Linked DNA regions of Mus musculus: region 2 is linked to region 1. A link is a contact called in public Hi-C data. All regions are on one chromosome and are shown on one strand. Each heading gives the region's core, a stretch centred on a gene start, on an enhancer-like site or on the middle of the called end of the contact. The rest is flanking DNA. Distances are from core to core; before and after follow the strand shown. Region 1 overlaps Mosmo (modulator of smoothened). Region 2 overlaps Mettl9 (methyltransferase like 9).

What was found. A called contact is a pair of places that touch in the nucleus more often than the background predicts.
Region 2: a Hi-C map of CD4 T cells shows a contact between it and region 1, with 2.9 times the contacts expected there. The contact joins two enhancer-like sites. A contact is called at or near these places in 2 of 484 Hi-C or Micro-C datasets (CD4 T cells and CD8 T cells).

The regions. Positions count from the first base shown.
Region 1 is chr7:120,698,454-120,701,153 of GRCm38.p6, forward strand. The region is part of intron 1 of Mosmo (modulator of smoothened); the gene reads left to right. Among named protein-coding and RNA genes, the nearest start is that of Gm51495, 7.9 kb to the left of the region's middle. Within about 2 kb of position 1,443, at least 36 of the 459 cell types and tissues checked have an H3K27ac peak or open chromatin away from gene starts, as enhancers often do. A contact at or near this core is called in CD8 T cells, where this site is marked.
Region 2 is chr7:121,058,294-121,061,086 of GRCm38.p6, forward strand. All of the region lies in intron 4 of Mettl9 (methyltransferase like 9), which reads left to right. Among named protein-coding and RNA genes, the nearest start is that of Igsf6, 15 kb to the right of the region's middle. Within about 2 kb of position 1,363, at least 49 of the 459 cell types and tissues checked have an H3K27ac peak or open chromatin away from gene starts, as enhancers often do. A contact at or near this core is called in CD8 T cells, where this site is marked.

The DNA.
Region 1 (2,700 bases), core at 193-2,692:
AAAAAGAAGCCCTTGTACCCTCACCCCACCTACCCCAGCCCTACTTCTAGGGAGCTATTTAATCTACTTTCTATTTCTCTTGTCCTGTCCTACATGGTTTGTATAAATGGAATCCTAATCTGTGGTCTTTTATCACTGGCATTTCTGCATAGCATTCAAGCAGTATCCATATGGTGGGTAGTGTGCATCAAAGTCCCATCCCTTTTGTCGCTACTCAGGGATACACTTTTCTCACTCTAACTGGCACCTGGTTGTTAATGGATATTTGGGTTGTTTCCACCATTTGTGGTCATCATAAACAATCCTGATATGAACATTCATATCCATACACATTTTCATGTAGACAGAGTTTTTATATGCATATATACCTAGTAGTGATGCTGAGTAGTGTGGAGGGTTTCTGGATCAGCTAGCTGTTCACTGTGGTTCCAATCACTCTTTTACTTGCCTGTAAGTAGTGTATGAAGCTGCCAGTTTCTTTTTTGTTTCCTATAGTTTGAGTATGAGTCGCATATGTTTAGACTTTGTTCTTCTCCATTTCTGTGGTAAGTTTTAAAGGCTTTTTAAAAGCTCTTTTGTTTGTTTGTTTTGAACTGTGTCTGTGTTTGTGCTCATGTGTGTGTGAGTGGCCAGAAGAGGGTGTTTGATTCTCAGAGCTGCAGTTAACAGAGCTGCCATTGAGAGCTGCATGACATGGAGGCTGCAAACTAAACTCTGATCCTCTGCAATAGCGGCCTTCCCTTAGCTGCTAGAGATTTAAGTAAAGCCTGAGGCCTGCTGTTCTCTGAGTTGCAGCTTGTAGGAGCCCTGTGATGAGACGGAAAGGTGTACAATGAATGCAAACCACTGTGGCCCTGGGATTAGGTCCAGTCTTAATGTCTGCATTCTGGGTTGTGGCCCTTTCAGGGGCTTCTTGGTTCTTTCTCCTCTGAGACAGGAAGCCAGAAGGATTGGATATTTGGTTAAGGTGAGAAAAGTACTTTCTTTTTTGAGATGTCTGCTTGGGTTCTGGTGAAATGGTTTCTTTTCAGCCACATTTTTTATTAAAGAACAGATGTTCTGGGCTTATTTCAAAACAGATAGTTTGCTCTTTTACCAGTTGTCTGCATGAGGCAGCCTCTTGATCATTATTGTGAGCTAGAAACCAATAAGGTTCCTAGAGACAACCTCCAGAAAGTGGCTCCTCCCACCCAGATCGCCTCTTAGAATTTCCAGCTCTCAGAGTTGTTCACAGGGAACCTGACATCCCTAATCAGCAGGAAGTAGTCTAAAGAGGTCTACATCCCTTTTGCCTCTATCTTTCTTTCTTACCTAGTGTTGGGGGGTTGGAAGGGTAGAAGTATAAAAACCCAATAAAATAGCCACATACACACAGACACACACACACACACACACACAGTGCGTCATCAGTGGTTTGCCCTGTAGCCCCAATTCTCTGATGACTCTAAGAACTGCTGACTTGGTTTGTTCAGCACGACGCGGCCTCACACGCCTGACAGAAGTGAGAACTTACTACTGAGTTGGTCAAGTTTACACCTGCATGTTTTGTTGTTGTGTTGTGGTTTGGAGGAGCTACTATTATAAAAACATTTATAACAGTCAGTATATTTACTTTCTTGAGTTATGGCATATTAAATTAATTACTAATATACAAGAATGTATTTTTGTATGTTGACCTTACTTCCTACAGAATTTATTACTTCTGGTAGTATTCTGAAGGATTTAATTTCCTTTCTTGACTGTTCTGGCTAGAACTTACAGTACAAACATCTTTTGTTTTACTCTTTATCTGAGAAGGAAAATGTTTAGTCTCTCTCCATTAAACATACTAGTGTGGGTTTATTTGGAGTGTTTGTTTGTTTGTTTGTTTGTGACAGGGTCTTGCCATGTAGCCCAGGTTGGCCTCAAGCTTTTGATTATCCTCCTGTCTCAGTCTTCCAAGTCCCTTTTGTTTTGGTTTGTTGTTGGGTTTTGTATAATGTTTATTTGATTGAACAGGCTCATTTCTCTACCAGACATAGTGATAACTGATAGGCTTTTTCTCTCTCTCAGCGACACAGACATAGGCCAGATTAGATCAGATTAAAAGTAGAGAAAGGTAGGTTTATTAGGGGCAGCTCTCAGATGGGTTCACTGGTCTCACAGGTGGAGCTCAGTGAAGTCACACATCCAGGCTAAAGCAAGGGTTTTTGTAGAGTTTAGGTGAGGTGTGATGAAGTTCCTACTAGGACCCGGGATTATGCCCATACATGATCAAAATCTGAGCTCCTGGGCGGGCACTCTTGGGTGGGTTACCGGAAACGGGGACATGTTAGCCCGGAGTTTTCTTCAAGCAGACAAGGGAGTTTTCACAGTGCTGGCCAGGTTGGGGAAAGGAGACGGGGATTTCCTAGCTGTACAGGGGATGAGCAGGGATTTCAGCCTGAGTAGCGTTTTTGTAAAAATCTATACTCTTAGGAACACTATTGACAGTGAATTTTGTTTACTTACTTTTTGAGATAGGGTATTCAGGCTATCCTGGAACTCACTAAATAGCCCAAGCTGGCACTTGGTAATCCTCCTGCCTCAGCGTCCACGTGCTAGAATTACAGGTGTGAGCTATCATGTCCAGTTGATACCTGATTCCACAGAGTCCATTCTGAGCTCCTCAATTACATTTGTACTCATTTCTGTTTATTATAAGGTTGTACATGGTTTCAT
Region 2 (2,793 bases), core at 113-2,612, 360 kb after region 1:
TCGAGACAGTCCTCATGTAGCCCAGGCTAGCCTCAAACTTACTGTGTAGCCAAAGATGACCTTGAATTTTTTATCCTCCTGCCTCCACCTCCCCTGTGCTAGGATTTATGTGGTGGTAGAGATCGAGCCCACAGCTTCCTGATGTTTGGCAAATAAAATAGTCTACCAATCAAGTTGTATCTGCAGCTCCTAGTTTTCTAGTTTTAATGCCCAGATTGGACATTTGCTCAGCTCTCAAGTACTTGCAAACATTTTAAAGGAATTCCTTACTATTTTGCAAGTGTTAGAGCCACTAAATACCATGGAAACCCATATTTTAAGGAATAACATTCCTTTTTTTTGTGATTGTGGAACATTGTGGATTTATGTTGCTGTGTGCACATATGCTTCTGAATTCTGTTCTTGACCTTGCTGTTCACCCATGGTCATAGTCCTTCCTTCCTTCTTTCCTTTCTTTTATTTTCTCATTATTTCTTGTTTGTTTGCTTGCTTGCTCATTTTGGAGACAGGTTCCTGCAGCTTTAGCTGGTTTGAAACTCATGACCCTCCTGTTTCAGCTTCCCATATGCTGAGATTTACAGTGGTTAGGTCACCATGCCTCCCTCTGTACTTAATGCTTGCCTGTACATTTGCCAAATCGAAGAGTTTTTGTTGTTAGTATGGAAAATAGGAAATATTCTCTGTCTTGCCCCTCCCCCTGTATGAGTGAGGGGGGGGAGAAGGGGCGGGGGAAAGTGCAGGCAGAGGTTGACATTCCTTGTCTGTCCCTCTTTACTTTTTGAGACAGGGTCTCACTGAACCTGGAGCTTGCTGCTTTATGTCTGAAGGGTCAGATCGCTGCCTGTTTCCTCCCACTGATATTACAGTTCCATGCGGCCTCACCCATCTCCTGTGTGGGCGCCAGGGATCTGAAGGCCAGTCTCATGCTTGGCCATGGAGTCGTCTCCCCATCACTGAGCCATGTTCCCTGATTTTTTGTTTTATTTTGTTTGAGGCAGGGCCTCATGTAATCTGATCTTGCTATGTAACTCAGGGTGGCTTCAACTCCGGATCCTTGTGCTTCTGCCTCTCAAGAAGTGGGTTACAGGTGGGTGGAAATCTGTAGACGTGGGAGGGGAGGGAGAAAATGGATGGAATAAACATGTCCTCGAACTTCTTCCTCTTGCAGTCCATTCCTGTTGTTGAATGGCTTTTCACACTGCTCTAAGTGTGAGTGCAATTTATCATTTGTGTATCGTGTGTGTGTTACACAGTGAAAAGACTCAATAAGTGTCTTCTGGTCGCACCTTGCCACAGTGCCAATCTCTGTGATTAAGCCTGGCTCCATCTCTGCATTGTACTTACTAGTCATTGAATTGTAAGGTTCTGGCTTCCTGTGTCTTGTTGGGCAACCACATGATAGAACTTTAATGCTACTGCTTCCTGGTAAAACAGGAGGAGGAAAAGCAGAAAAACAAAACATCAATCTAACCACAAATTTCATTTCCTTGTGTTTCTGGCAAGAAAAATGGAAAGGAAGTGAAGCTAAACAGCCTTCAGTTAGGACTGAGAACAAGCTCCTTGGTTGTGGGTGTCAGGGTTGCCTGTGGACTGTGAGGAGTCTGCTTGTGGCACGGGACAAATGGGACAAAGCCTTGTTGCTAGGGATGCCCTTTACTGCCCTGTAACGTCTTCAGATCGTCTGCAGCACTGTTGGTGCTGTTACTGCTCCTGTCTTCCAGGCTTAGCCTGATGAGGTCCTGATGATCTCCATGGAAACTGAGGACTGGACACTTGAAGGCACACAGTGCGCTTAGCCTGCTTGGCCTAGTTAATTATTTAACAAAAAGCAATTATAGGTGAAGTGATTACTCTTATTGGGGTTTTTTTTGGGGGGGGCAATCAGTGTCATGCATGTAACTCTAATTTTGTTGTTTAGGCTAACTTAGAAAAAGCAGACTGATATGTTTCTTTTTGATCTGTTTACTTGGTTCCCTCACCTAGGCTTCCTTAAGGGTTGGTTACCAGGTGAGACCTAGTTAGAGAACAGGTTGTAATTAAGGAGAATTATGTTGTACAGTTGAAACTTTAATCATGATTAATTTGTTAAAATCATAATTTTATGCAAAAGTCACTCATGGTAAAAATTGTTTGGGCTGCTTGCAAAAGGGTATGTAATGAAAAATCTTCTCTTACTCTTAGACCCTTTGTGATTTTAGGTCACCTTAAACATGCTTCGAATGTTTCTCTACCTGTATGCAGGTAGACGCCATTAGGAGTAAGTACCTTAGATGCCTTTCTCGACTGACTCATGGCACCTGATTGTTTCTTGGAGTGGATGCAGGGAGTGAGCTGTTAAATAGGATTGTTACTGCTTTAGATTGCTGCTTGGTTGATACTCTTTTTGCAAATTCCATTTTCTTAAGAGTTTAGTATTGAATTTTATATCTGAGTGCTGAGCATCTCTGAGATGATCACACAGAAGACACCCTCGTCTGACTGGCGGTGCCACGCTGGCACTCCTGGTCTTCTCCCATCTCCACTCAGTGCAGCACTGGATTGAATCTGTGACATTCTAAGTGAAAGTGTCTTGAGTTCTTGAGTGTTAACATTACCTTTTTTTTTGCAGTGCTAGGGATTAGACTCATAGTCGCATATGTGTTACACAGTGCTCTTTACTGAAGTATATCCTCAGCCCTTTAAATTTTTTTAAGTGTGTTTGTTTGTATGTGTTGGGAGGACAGCTTGTGGGACCTGGTGTTTCCCTTCACCGTGTGGGTCCCAGGAATTGAGGTCTTCAAGCTTGGCCAAAGC